Regions from separate parts of the Mus musculus genome. Here regions 1, 2, 4 and 5 are each linked to region 3. The links are chromatin contacts, called in public Hi-C and promoter capture Hi-C maps. All regions are on one chromosome and are shown on one strand. The core of a region is the stretch at or near the end of the contact, and the rest is flanking DNA. Distances in the headings are between cores, read along the strand shown.

Region 1 (2,700 bases), core at 166-2,665, 1.9 Mb before region 3:
CAGAGCGATCTCTTTGAGCTCGAGGCCAGCCTGGTTTACAAAGTGAGTTCCAGGACAGACAGGGCTGTTAGACAAAGAAACCCTGTCTCGAAAAACCACAATAAATAAATAAAATTGAGAACCTATTTCAAAGAGGGGAAAAAAAAAAAAAAGCACAATTGACAATACACATTGCCCTCCAGGTGTCTATTCCACGGGGGCTGTACGAAGACGCACAACAGGCTTCAGTTTACGGTGGGCCATATTGTCGCATCAATTTTAATTTTTTTTTCTTTTTTGAGACAGGGTCTCATGCAGCTCATATGACCGTGAACTCCCGACCCTCTTGCCCTCACTTTCCAAGCGCTGGCATTACAGGTGTGCAACACCATACTTTTAGTTTTTGGTCAACTTGGTGTACTACAGCGAACACTCCATCTACAAATGAGGAACCTGAGGTTTCACATAGCATGAGGGCTTTCCCACAAAACCCCTAGGCCGCCATTCTCCACGGATGTCAACTTCGGAGAGGAAGCACCAGAGCTGGAGCCCTGTGCCGTGTGTCACCAGGCGCGTCTGGCCCGCTGAGGGCCTCGCGGGTGGCCGGACCGCGGCTGCAGCCCAATACCACTGGCCTCCAACCAGAAACAGTCACTCTGCTACCACGGAGTCAACCCCGAAATGGCGGCCGCAGGACCGCGAGGCCACGCCCCCGGAGGCGGGGCCACATTCCAGGCTCGAGCGATAGATCCCCGAGCCGAGTTTTAAGCGGACTGCCGAGCCCAGGAGCTCGCGCAGAGGCAGTGAGCCCGGCGGCGCCGCAGGTCGTGGAGACGAGTGTCGAGCGCAGGGCTAGCTCGCCCGGGATAGCCTGAGAGCGTCTTCTTCGCGGGTGCTGGTGCCGCCATCTTGGATGGCGGGAGTTAGAGCCGAGCGGACTTGAGGCGGGAAGGCTTCTCTGTTGTTCTCCGCAGGCCCTCGGACGGGCCAGCTGGCCGAGCTTTGGGGCGCGTGCCCTGAGGCGCGGGGCGCTAGTGCAGCGATGCGGGGCCTCCCCGGGGCCCCGTCCCCCGGGCTGGGGACACGCCGAATGTGACCGCAACCAACGCGTTCTCTCAACCACCGCTGCCGCTGCACGACGGGACCCGGCACTGCCCGGCTCCCTCAGGTAGGCCACAGGGCTGACGGTGCGACCGTGGGGCGCAGGGTCGGCCAGGCCGCTGTCATCCTGGTGGCGGGCCGGGCGCGGGCCGGGTGTCATGGCCGGCGAGCCAGTTTCCACACCCCTGCTCAGATTTCCCAGTGTTTCTCGGAAACGTGCCAGCGCCACTCCGGTGCCCAGCGAGCATTCCTCATATTTTGGCAATGGGGGAAAAAAAATCCTCCCAGAGCTGCCCAGTGACTGTGTTGTCACTGGGATGGGCTCGTTCTTTTTTCTCTCGGGCTGCAGAAGTGGGGGGAGCCCGGCCTTGCACCTCCTCTCGGGCTGCTTCGCTTAAGTGACACCCTTTTAGGGAAGACAAGAGGAATCGGGGAAGGCAGCGAGAGAAACCGGTCAGGGTCCCGCCTCAAAGGCTTGCGACCTCGCCTGGGGCTTCCAAATGGGTGGCCCGGGATGCTCGCGATCGGGAGCCAGGCTGCCTTTTGTGTGAAGCGACAACCTCCCAGGCTTTTGCAGAGCCGGTGCATGGATGCAGAGTTGGGACACAAACGAGGTGACCGTGTTCATTCATTGTTCTCTCTCCAGGGCCCAGGGTGTGCCTCTGGTTTTCATTCTTTGTTAGGAGGGACAGTCGAATCTCTTCTTTCCCGGTTGAGACGTAACTGGGTCCTGGGGAATGGGCCAGGTCTGTGTATAGAAGTGGGGAATGAATTCAGGGCACGTCTGAATGCCTGCAATGCGTCCTGTGGGGTCGTTGGAGACTCAGCTCCTGGGGCGTGAAAACAACCGGAGGTGATAAGGCTTGTTTTCCCAAGTGTTCTTGGGATTTAGAACAGTTAGGTGCAGAGTCGAGAAGCCCTGAGGTTCCTTGCTTGCTTCTGCGCGGAGTTTGAAGGACTGTTCCGCCAGGTGAGGCAGAGGGGAGGACATTGTCGGCGGAGGGAACAGCTGGCACCAAGGCTCAGAGGCATAGCCTGCGGGAGTTGGGATGATTTGGGGGAGCAGCTAGTAAATGTGGGGTGCAGGAAGACAGACGTCAGGGTTCAAAAGGAAAAATTGATCGCTTGTGAAGGGTCTGTGTGATGGATAGTAATGAACTAGTTCATTTATTAATTAACTTCATGTTGTGAATGTTTAGTTCTTGCTGGTTACTGCTTTGCTCCCCTCCCGCTATGGTAGTGAACAAAATTTACCTTGTTAAGTCTTGCTAACCAGTTTTGGTAATTGATAGAAAATGTTTTGTGCTTGCTTGATCACTGGTTCCTATTTGGAGATACTCTTGCAGCTATTTCTAAGGTTAACACATTCCCCAAACAGACAGAAATTGGCAGATTATAGAAAGCACCTGAAGAAGTGTAGCATGAAAGTATTTTTAATTAACCCTATTTATGTAGTAGACTCTTTTCTTTGGACAGAGTCCCCAGGTTGCAGCTTTGTTAAGACGTCTGCAGCCCTGTGAACATTCTTCTTCTAAAATAGCTCCTTCGATTAAGGCTTATGCTGAAGTGGCTATTTGGAAGTGAAGACATCAGGAGCAGTGTCCAAATCTTTGGTGCTGT
Region 2 (2,700 bases), core at 54-2,553, 1.3 Mb before region 3:
TCTAAGGTCTGCCCCGCGCAGGACAGCAGACAGCGTGTTCTACCATCTTTCCCCAAGCCTCTGAATAAAGTGTTTAAACAAGCCCCCCCCCAAAAAAAAGAATATGTAAAGACTGTGGGACTTTTAAAGTTATTTAGATCTTGGGGATGAATAAGAATGTAAGGGTTGAGGCTTACTAGTGATGTGTTTGTGTATCAGGTTGACAAGGGGTCAATTGTACTGGCTAGTTTTGTGTCAACTTGACACAGCTGGAGTTATCACAGAGAAAGGAGCTTCAGTTGAGGAAATGCCTCCATGAGATCCAACTGTAAGGCATTTTCTCAATTAGTGATCAAGGGGGAAAGGCCCCTTATTGGTCAGACCATCTCTGGGCTGGTAGTCTTGTATTCTATAAGAGAGCAAACTGAGCAAGCCAGGGGAAGCAAGCCAGTAAAGAACATCCCTCCATGGCCTCTGCATCAGCTCCTGCTTTCTGACCTGCTTGAGCTCCAGTCCTGACTTCCTTGGTGATGAGCAGCAATGTGGAAATGTAAGCTGAATAAACCCTTTCCTCCCCAACTTGCTTCTTGGTCATGATGTTTGTGCAGGAATAGAAACCCTGACTAAGACACCATCCCTGAAGGGGCAAGAAGACTTCTCTGACTCTAAAATTGAATGCAAATGTGAGGGAATATTTATACAATATGTTTCCTTTTATGGAACATTTATTTATTATCAGACTTGAAAAAGACCTTTAACATGAAGAAACCACAGTCAGTTTCTAGCAATCACAATCCCCTGGGCCGGCATGTTTTACATTTCTTTTGTTTTTCTAAATCTTCAAATGCTCCTACAACTTGGCACTAGAGGTGATAGCTCCACAAGGTTGTGAATGAGGTAGTTCATGCTTTCATCTTAGCCCTTTGGAGACAGAGGCAGGTGGATGGCTGTGAGTTCGAGGCCAGCTTTGTCTATATAGCAAATTCCAGGGCTGTTGCACAGTGAAACCCTGTCTGAATGCTTTGAGGCCAGCCTGGTCTACAGAGTTAGTCCAGGACAGACAGGGATACACAGAGAAACCCTATCTCAAAAAAAAAAACAAAAAGCAAAAAGAAAATCAATATAAGGATGATTTAATTAATTAAATGGTTTAATAACCATTCGTAGTTTTAGTGCTACAAAGGATTTGCTAGGCTCTATAGCAGGTTGTCACAGGATAGACATGTAATGTGCTCCTCCGCCGGCTAGAGGGCGCTACGGAGCCTCGGCCTCCCCGCAGGTTGCCAGCTGCCCGCTCTGAAGCGCGCGTGCGTGGAGGGGCGGGACCGGGCGGAAGCGCGGTCCGCACGACCGGGAATTGCGAGCACAGGGTCGGCACAGCACCGTCTGTCCCACCGGCGGGCCAGCCCGCCCATGGCGCTGCAGGCGCTGCACAGCTCGGGCGTGGGCCTGCGCAGGATCCTGGCTCACTTCCCGGAGGACCTGAGTTTGGCCTTCGCCTACGGCTCCGCGGTGTATCGCCAGGCAGGACCCAGTGCCCACCAGGAGGTGAGTCGGAGGCCCCCTAGTTCCCCGACCAGTCCCATGCCTGGCACCTGTTCGCCCTCGCCGTTCCTCGCATGCCTTTCATTCCTGCGGAGCCCGGACACGCCAAGAGCCAATTGTTGAAATGTTCATCCTAGCAAAGTGTCCTTCGGTGTGAGCGGAATTTGGATTTCCCTGGTCAGGGTTGGCTGAAGGCTGCCCTCGAACTCACAGTACTGGAATTAAAAGGCTCGTGTTGTCACGCCAGGCAAATCTATATGTTTACATTTACTTAGTGATTATATAGCAAGCGCACCTGTACTTCTGCGCACACTTGAAGGTCACAGGACGACTTGAGGGAGTTGTTTCTCTCCTTGCACCACGTGGGTCGTGGTAGGTTGAACTCAGTTTATCTGGTTTGGCAGCAAGTGCTATTATATGCCGATCCATCACCAGCCTGAGCTGATAGGATAAGTGAGGCATGAGTAGTCTGTCTCCAATCTAAGTTGGGAGTGATGAGGAAGAGGTGGTGGCATTGCAGAGATGTAGTGGGAAGGGGGAAAAAACAAAGTAGCAGGTCCTACTTAAGTGTTTTCAGCCTTTGTCATTGGAGTTTTCCATAGCTTTTTAGCAATACAAAGACTGGTTTTGTCTGCAGGGATTGATTTCATTGGCCTAGGACTTTAGCAGTGTGTAAAACATCCCAGGTGACTAATTGGAAGCTAACTTTGAAAATCCCATCGAAAGATAAGGAGAAAATACGGAATGATCCGTGGGCTTCAGGAAGTTGATGGACTGGGTGTAGGGCCCAGGCAGGTAGCACATTTATTCAGGTCAGCACATTGAACAGGAATCTAGTTAGGATTGAGGCTTGTTACTCCAGAGTACGGAGTCTCAGTCACTGTACAGTAGGGCATCCTGGGTCTAGCTCCTGGCCAGGTCTTTCTTCCAGTTAAAATTCACCTGGTGTTTCTTGAATTTCTTCTACATCCTACCGATTTTCTCTAACAAATGGGAAAGTATGGATCATGGGCATATGAGAAATTGTGAGCTGTCCAGTTACTTCATATAGATTATCATAATTATACATTTTTTTTTTTACAATCATCCTTCAGTCAGGCATTGTGGTGTACCCACTTGTAATCCCAGCTTTAGGGAGACAGAAACCGGTGGATCCCTGGGGCTTCCTGGCTCCCG
Region 3 (2,700 bases), core at 95-2,594:
CTGTGGTGGTGATAGTGACAGCCAGGGGTGAGGGCGGTGTCATGATATAAGGCTGCCACTCTCCAGGCCCCTCTCCAAAAAGCCTTCACACTCCTTGAGTCTTGGCATCTTGCTGGTAGCTATCTTCAGCCAAGGTATTCAATCCCAGTTTCAACATACGACCAGAAAGATTTTTTTTTTCAAGACAGGGTTTCTCTGTAGAGCCCTGGCTGTCCTGGAACTCACTCTGTAGACCAGGCTGGCCTTCAATTCAGAAATCTGCCTGCTTCTGCCTCCCAAGTGCTGGGATTAAAGGCATGCGCCACCACTGCCCAGCAAAGGATTTAGCTAATGGGAGTGGAGGTTCTACTCTGGGCCACTTGGCTTCTAAGTGTGGTGGGGAAATGTGACCACGTGCATCTGAGGAGCTGCCCTGGGGCTCTGTGTTCCCCTTTCAGTGCTGTGTAAGCACCAAAGCTAAAAACAAGAGTTTGGGGAGGTTCCAGTTGTTCTCCCTTGAAACAGTCAGACTCCCAGGGACTTGAGACTCTCTGCTTGCCATCCCTTAAGAAAGCTGGTGCATTTTTGTATACTATCATATCAACTAACAATGAAGCTTTGACTTCTTCCGTTTCAATTTGTATCCCCTTGATCTCATTTAATTGTCTTTTTGTTCTAGGTAGAACTTCAAGTACTATGTTGAATAGATAGTGAGAGAGTGGTCAGCCTTGTCTTGTCCCTGAATTTAGTGGAATTGCTTTATCCATCAACGTAATTTACCATATAAACAAACTGAAAAAAGCCCACATGATCATCTCATTAGATGATGAAAAAGCCCTTAACAATATCCAATACCCCTTCATGTTAAAAGTCTTAAAGGGATTATGGATACAAGGACCATACCTAAACATAATAAGGCAATATACAGCAAGCCAATAGTCAACATCAAATTAAATGGAAAGAAACTTAAGCAAGACCTAACAAAGCACTAGCCCAGTCTACTTGAGAAATTAACCTCTACGATGGTCATGATAAGCCAGTGGGACCCGGAACCCGCAGAAAAGGAGAGTGAAGCTATAATGACTAGTCATTTTATGTATGCATCTCAGGAACCAGAAAAAACTTAGTCTAAATAAAAAACCTGCTAGCGACGGCTTCAAATCATAAAATCCCTGGATTAGGGTCGCCACAGCAACCAGAGCCCAACAGTAGCCAAGATAAAGGCAGAACTGCAGGAGGGCGGGGCCGAGGATCCAGAAGACGCGGAACCTTTGTGTGAGTCGAGTGTGTTGCTGACCGGAAGATCCTGGGTGACAGCCTGCCGGCTGCGGGCCGGCACCGGAAGTGAAGCGTTTTGAGCTGCCACGTCCGAGGCCGTGGGTCGCCGCTGCTGCAGCTATGGTAAGTGTCGCGATCCCTGCGATAGTCGTGGCTTTGAGACAGACCACCTCTACGTCCTCAAAGTTTGCTTGTCCTGCCTCTCTCTGGGTCTCGGAGCGGGAATTTAAGGCAAGGCCACTGGGCCTTCCGGAACTCATAGGCCCGGGCTGCGAGCCCACCTCCTGCCCGTCTCGTGTCTTGTCCTCCAGAATTGGAAAAACAGCCAAAGCTATCATAGGATCTACTGCCTGACAAGCCCTTAGTGCGTTCCCACGATCGCTCACATCCTCTGCCTGCGCGTAGCCTGCGGAGCAGATGCTACTATCATCAACACTTGGGCTAGGCAGTGGCAAGCTAAGATCCAAATTCTCCTCATCATTCGCCCTGCCACCCACTACCTCAGCAAAGGAGGTGGAGGGATCAGTTGCTTGGACACAGGACTCCCATGTGTGATGGTCCCTTCGGGAAACTGATGACAGGCCTAGCTGAGTGACTCCAGGGCATCGTCTCAGCTTTTTATTTCTGTTTCTTATTTTTGAATTTACATGGCCTCTGTGGTATGTCTTTCACCGCACCCCACTCCGTATAATACTAAGGGAATGAAACTCTGGAAGTCTTAGACCCTGGTTGGCGCAGCGGTGCAAGGAGCTGCCTCCTTCTGTTGGCCTTTGGCTCTTTTGTTGCCAAGTTGGAGACTCATACACAGGTTCATTCTAAGTTTGTACCTGGTGTGATTCTGATGAGCTGAACTGTTTTGAGTGCAGCTTCTTACTGTGTTCCAGCAAGCGCATAAGTGTCCTTATAAGATGCTCCGGAGGACTGCTCCAAGAGCTTTAAAATACATAGCATCCCAAAGTGTGGATCATAACCCATGGCTGCTGGTTAAGAATGGTCATAAGGATGCCAGCTTTCCAAAGTCCTGTGGGTCACCAATAGAAAATTACTTTTCCTTGAGCCAGTTGGGATTGTGGGGAATTCTTGGTCACATCACCCACCTTATATTGGTGTGTGTTGGGGGAGGGGGTTAGAGGATTAGTAGATAAGATTGTTGCCAGCAGTGTGGTTTTGGTAAGGGTGTTTTCTTCACTGCCACCTTAAATTGATTAGTTTTTCTGTTGACTATAATTGATTGCTCCTGGTGCCTCTCCAATGCTCACGGGAAAATGTCATTGTCTCCAGGCAGGTGCTGCTCCTCTTTCTCTAATCTTTGCCGACACTTTTCAGAGCATTTAAGATTCTCAAGGAAACACACTTACTTATTCAGTGTGTGCCTTCTGAATGCCTTGCCGCCGTACTCTCCCAGGGTCTACCTTTCTGAAAAAATAGCCCAGGCTGTTGGAG
Region 4 (2,700 bases), core at 57-2,556, 1.6 Mb before region 3:
TTAAAGGAAATATACTTAATTATTAAAAAATAGTTATCACAAAAAATATCAAAGTAGTCTTAAGTATTGATGTGTATAATGTTTCCAGGTCTTTTAGTTCTAATGTGTTTAGAAGAACTTATAATCTTTGAAATATAAAAGACCGAGGAAACAGCATCAAAAAACTCTTCGGCCTAGAGGCATCAAGAACTTCAGACTTCACCGGCGCCATTGTTCTTCAACAGTTTGAAGAGTTTGAAACTTTTACATATGAAAAAGATTTTTTTCCTTAAAAAGAAAACTGTCAACAATCTTTTCCCTTCTAGTGAGCTGCAAAAGCGTGAGGTGACCACCAGTTGCTCCTTAGATCTTCTCACTGAAGATATAGTTCTCAGCAAATTAAATATGAAGTAGCACTGGAGTGAGCAAATTTACACAAAACACACAGTAAAATAAAAATCGAGGGCTTTATAATATGTTTCACTCCAACTAAGGCATGACACTGAGTTAAAATGTTCATATATTAAAATTAATATTTCGGACATTTACTTTAGAGCAAATGTGGTTGAAGATAAGACAACAGAGAACTTATTTTAAAGTTGAAACCCAATCTTCTGAAATGCTGCTCCAAATGCTCGTAGTATCTATGAGTGCTTCTGTCAAACTTGCAAGAGAACTATCTCTTTGAGTAGTCATAGCGTATATCCGTTCCTACCCTAGCCAGGTTTTAAATCACAGAGCACCTGGAGTTAGTTACATTTTTAGTCAGCAATTGATCACTTAGCTATGGACGACAGGAAGACTCCCACAGAGCACCTGATATCTTTGGAAGACCTGCCCAAGTCCAAGACTAAGTTATTCATTTAATAACTCCAGTTAACAATTTGCTTCGTGCATGATAATAAAGAGTTGACATTACAATAATGAACTCCAAATCAAGAGGCTTTCCAACTGTTAGCTATCCTACAACTTGGTTCATCTGGTTTTGTTTTCAAATGATCATTTAATTTTACATTTTTGTCCTTCATCCTGCTAAAAAGGGACACCTTTTAGCCTCTTCCTCACAGAAAACTTAACTTTTCTTTTTTCCCTTCTGAAATAAATGGCACGACCTCCCCCCTATTAGCATCAGAAGCAAAGCAGATTCTTAACAGTACAAGAACACAGCCAGACCATCCTGATGTGTAAGAACTTGGGGGCAGTTTGGCCACTTCACTACACACACCAACAAAAACGTGATGACGATGGGGCCACTCACCTACTCAATGGGAGTTAAGAAGAATTTAGCGCTGCAGCCTTCAGATCCCCAGCAGAGGTCCAGGCCCCTTCTTGACCTCCTCGCGTCCCTTATATAAAAGCAGCCCAGGCTACTCCCAGTTTCTGCCTCCTCACCTTAGGCTCCTCCCCAATCCCAAGCCATAAAGCACCGGGAGCCACACACCCACCTTCCGCCCCCAGCACGAGGGCTGCCTACTCCCGTGAGCCGGGCCCTGTGCTCGCCCCCTGCTTAGATTGAAGAGGGGCACTGGCGGGGCGGGGCCTTGGCGACAGTGACCCCGCTTTCCTCACACCTGGTGAGCCCCGGGCAGGGGGCCGTGGGCCAAATCGCCTCCGTGATCACGGGCGCATCCTCCTCCCCACCCTCCGACCCCTAGAGCCTCAGGGCGACCGGTGGCTGCTGGCGAGCCCCTCTCTAAATCTGTCACCAGGATCCGCACAATGCGGTCCCCAACGCGGTAGTTCTGGAGACCTGGCTTTCCTGTCAGGGTCTGGAACAGGGGCAACCCTGTTCCGCGCTCACACACATGCCTGCCTGCGCACCCTCTCAGGGAAGCACTGTGGCCCTCCGCACCGTGCCGGTGCCCCTCACGAGGACAGTCACCCTGTCAGTCACACTCGGCTCTCCAGGAGGGTGACCGGTCCTCAGCCGAGACCCCTCACTCTGTCCCTGAGTCCGCGACCCCGCCCCGCTATCACTCTCTCGCTCTTCTCTTGTGTGACTTCTCCTCAGCCCGCGCGATCCCCTCAGACCCAGACTCTGTCACCTTGTCTGTCACATTCGGTCCTGTCAAGAGTTTGCCTTCTCCTCAGCCGGGGTCCCTTGAGTCAAGATTCTGTCACTTGGTCACTCTCCGTCCTGTCGGAGTGTGGCTTTCCAGCCCGTATCCCCTCTAGTCGAGACAGGGTTAGGCTGTCAGTTACGCAGCCCTGTCAGAATGTGACTTCTCATCCCGAGTCCCCTCAGCGGAGACCCAGTCACCTAGCCAGTCAGATCCAGACCCCACAAGCCGAGACCCCCCCTCACCTTGTCTGTCACACAGTCCTGTCAGAACGTGACTTCTCAGCCCGCGTCCCCTCAACCGAGACCCCGTCAGGCTGTTGGTCTCACAGGCTCCTGTCAGAGTGTGACTTCTCCTCAGCCCGTCCCCTCAGCCCGGTCACCTTGTCGTCACACTCGGTCCCCTCAGGCTGCGCGCGACCCAATACCCCAGCGCAGCGCCCCAGGTCTCTTCTTCCGCGTCCCTCCGGCGGGCCGCGTGGCCCGGGGCGACTCTGACCTGAGGCGGCGGCTTGGCGGGTGCTGTGCGTCGGTGAGGCCGACCCGACCCGAGCGCCCCAGGCGGCTGCCGCTCTGAGTGCGACGGGCCCCGCCTGGCCGGCCGCGGACCGGAGGAGCCGAGCCGAGCCACCCGGCCGGACCGGGGGCGGTGCCCAGGGTGA
Region 5 (2,700 bases), core at 178-2,677, 1.0 Mb after region 3:
TTGCTGTTCTGACACTGGGTTCCGTATCTGCATGCGGAAAGAACTGTCTTGACCAGACAGACTCTTATGAGACGATTCTGTGGTAGTTTATATGCTCAAAAGCCCAACATCCTGAGTTCAAGCCCTGCTTCTACTTAGCTGCAGAATGCTCTGCACCAATTACCCATTTTTCTTTCCTTTGAATAATGAGTAAACCAAGTAAGTGCATGATGCAAAAACAAAACAAAACAAAACAACCCAAAGCCACAGGAGTGCTTTGAATACAGGTGGTCTAATATGTGTTAGCTATTACTGTAATAAGTAAACTATCACCTAAATGTTGTTTGTGTTGGTGTTGCACAGTTCATCTGTGACTGTAGGCTAGGAAAAATTAATTGGCTCAGATTACAGGGATTATTTTATGATAAAAACTCAAAAGAATGAATTCCTAACCTGCTGGGTTTTAGTCTTCACACCTGTAAAGTGTCTGTAACAGCCACATCTCTCCCCCTACTTTCCAGGAGAGCTCACATGCCTGGTCCATTGTAAGTCTTCAAAACATACATGTTGAATCGGTGAATGTGTGGGCCACCGGGGTATCAGTGATACCGCAAGCTTCGGGATTCTGTCTTGCGAGTCATCTGGACCAACTTGTGGCCCCTGAGACCTAGTACAGCGGAGGCCCACAGAAGGCAGAAGATGAGTGCTGAACTGAGTAGCCAGGCTGGCTGTGTGTTGGTCAGCGTTCCACATCCAGATAATGGAGCTCTGGTTAAATGAGCCTAAAAGGAACCTTTCTGGAGACAGGTCCGGGAGATAAGGCGTCACCTGGGAGATGGAAGAGGGTGAGGAGCCTCTCAAGTAGATGGAGTAATTTGATAAAAAAGAATGTGGGTTCCTGTTAAACTGATTTAATAACACTCTTTGCTAACACTGGTCCTTTTATACATGGGGACTATCTGAGAACTAAGTGCCAATATTAGCCGTGGTTACCTTTGAAGAACAGAGGCTCTATGTGGCTCTCGTGGATGCTTACAGAAAGAGGAGTTGAGACAGAAGTGTAACTTTAGATATTTTCAAGGAGCAAGACAGATCTCTAAAGCAACCAGAGATTACTACCTGAAGAGGGAAGACCTGAGCCTAGATCTTGAACTCTCTACCAAGGCTTAGGCTTCATTTGGTTTCTTTTTCCTAATATTCAATCACCTTCCGGAATCTTTTGTTTATTCATTTTATAAGACAGATTAAAGCTGCTTTTAATCTTTCACTTATCTTCTTGTCTCTCGGGATCCAAGAGGTCCAAACGCCTGCATCGCTCCAGGCTACGCCCTGGAATGTCTCACTTTTTCCCCTTCGGTCTTCCGAAGCCGCTAACGTCCAACGCACAAGAACTACAGCTCCCAGCATGCCGTGCGCTCGCCGCGAGCGCGCCGCACGTAGCTGACGTACGGTGTAGCGCGGGGAATTTCGAGTAGAGGAGCTGCGTGGCGGGCCGGTAGCTGGCGGTCTCATCAGGTGCGGCCATGGAGGTCCTGGCCGAGCCGCGATGGCCTCCGGGGTTGGCGGTGATGAAGGTGAGTGTCGGGGGAAGGCCGGGGCGCGGACGTCGTCGGTGCGAACAGGCACCCCGGTCCGCGCGCCGCCGCCTCGGCCCTAACCTGGCCTCGCGACGCCGGTCCTCAGTTTCCAACCCCCGAGACGGTCCGGGAACGCGCCGCGGCCCTGCGCAGTCAGCCTTAGGTCGCCGCCCTAACGAACCGGATGTTTTGGGTTTCTGTCACTATCACCGCGTCTCCCCGTAAAGTAGTGTCAACGATGGTGACATCACATCCTACGAGGACTCCTGTGTTAACAGTGACACCACTCGTGATTTGTGTGGACGTTGCATCGGATGACATTTTATAATCAAGCAGTATAGCAGAGGGTCCGCTTATCATGGTTTTCCATTTCTGGCTGTGGTCCAGAAGTCCTCCACGTTCTTAACACACTGCATCCGGCTTCCCTGCCTAATGTGCCCTCCATGACTCAATAATGACGCATCTCTCTTTATTTAACTTTTATTTATTTTATTAATTTAGGAGACGAGGTCATACCCTGTAGCCCCTGGCTCACATCTTTTTAAAAGAGAGACCAGGACCTAGACCCAGCGCTTAGCCTTTCCTTTTAAGGAATTATTGCATACTGAATTATCTCCCTTAAATAACATTTAGTAGGATGTGTTGTTTGTTTGTTTGATTGTTTTTGAGACAGGGTTTCTTTGTGTAGCCTTGCTCTTGTAGGACCAGGCTGGCCTTGAACTCAGCGAGATCTGCTTGTCTGCCTCTGCCTCCCAAGTGCTGGGATTAAAGATGTGTGCCACCTCTGCCCATCCGGTGGATGTTTTTTGTTTTGATGTTTGTTTTCTACCAAGATTGGGTAGCCCTCCTGCCTCTGTCTGCTGAGTGCAGCAGGCTTACGTTGTATCTGTTATAACCTAGACGGTTTCCCTATGACAGTTGGTTATTCTTTGCTTTTATAATTGTTGTTTTTTGAGACAGGGGTTTTTTTGGATATCCTTGGCTGTCCCGTAACTAGCTCTGTCCTCTGAGTGCAGGCTTTTTCCTTCTGTTCTTACAAACAATGCATCTATTACAACCTGAACATTTCCCTTCCACAACTGATTATTGTTTGTTTTATTTTGTGTGTGTGTGTTGTTTTTTGAGACAGGCCTCCTTTGTTGAA

What was found. Promoter capture Hi-C pulls out the DNA fragments that hold promoters and counts their contacts. Hi-C and Micro-C count contacts between places; a contact is called where the count stands out from the background.
Region 1: a promoter capture Hi-C map of pre-B cells shows a contact between it and region 3, with 4 times the contacts expected there. The contact joins the promoter of D830050J10Rik here to the promoter of Sec13 in region 3. A contact is called at or near these places in 4 of 39 promoter capture datasets (hippocampal neurons, liver, pre-B cells and 1 more).
Region 2: a Hi-C map of B cells shows a contact between it and region 3, with 8 read pairs. The contact joins the promoter of Tamm41 here to the promoter of Sec13 in region 3. A contact is called at or near these places in 2 of 39 promoter capture datasets (liver and pre-B cells), 1 of 484 Hi-C or Micro-C datasets (B cells), 1 of 115 datasets of contacts at active chromatin or transcription factors (embryonic stem cells) and 1 of 9 other capture datasets (embryonic stem cells).
Region 4: a promoter capture Hi-C map of liver shows a contact between it and region 3, with 5 times the contacts expected there. The contact joins the promoter of Pparg here to the promoter of Sec13 in region 3. A contact is called at or near these places in 2 of 39 promoter capture datasets (both in liver).
Region 5: a contact with region 3 is called in a promoter capture Hi-C map of pre-B cells, with 8 times the contacts expected there. The contact joins the promoter of Rad18 here to the promoter of Sec13 in region 3. A contact is called at or near these places in 3 of 39 promoter capture datasets (liver, neutrophils and pre-B cells), 5 of 484 Hi-C or Micro-C datasets (B cells, CD4 T cells, CD8 T cells and 1 more) and 2 of 9 other capture datasets (adipose tissue and liver).

Annotation. Positions count from the first base shown.
Region 1 is chr6:115,674,683-115,677,382 of GRCm38.p6, reverse strand. It overlaps D830050J10Rik (RIKEN cDNA D830050J10 gene), which reads right to left and starts at 1,415. Exons shown (of 1, transcript NR_152134.1): 1 at 1-1,415. It overlaps Raf1 (v-raf-leukemia viral oncogene 1), which reads left to right and starts at 748. Exons shown (of 17, transcript NM_029780.4): 1 at 748-1,147.
Region 2 is chr6:115,036,477-115,039,176 of GRCm38.p6, reverse strand. It overlaps Tamm41 (TAM41 mitochondrial translocator assembly and maintenance homolog), which reads left to right and starts at 1,303. Exons shown (of 8, transcript NM_026894.1): 1 at 1,303-1,527. The coding sequence starts at 1,393.
Region 3 is chr6:113,739,325-113,742,024 of GRCm38.p6, reverse strand. Sec13 (SEC13 homolog, nuclear pore and COPII coat complex component) reads left to right here and starts at 1,344. Exons shown (of 9, transcript NM_024206.4): 1 at 1,344-1,380. The coding sequence starts at 1,378.
Region 4 is chr6:115,360,955-115,363,654 of GRCm38.p6, reverse strand. It overlaps Pparg (peroxisome proliferator activated receptor gamma), which reads right to left and starts at 1,306. Exons shown (of 8, transcript NM_001308354.1): 1 at 1,238-1,306.
Region 5 is chr6:112,695,397-112,698,096 of GRCm38.p6, reverse strand. It overlaps Rad18 (RAD18 E3 ubiquitin protein ligase), which reads left to right and starts at 1,427. Exons shown (of 12, transcript NM_021385.2): 1 at 1,427-1,553. The coding sequence starts at 1,503. It overlaps Gm35824 (a long non-coding RNA gene), which reads right to left and starts at 1,429. Exons shown (of 2, transcript XR_377964.4): 1 at 1-1,429.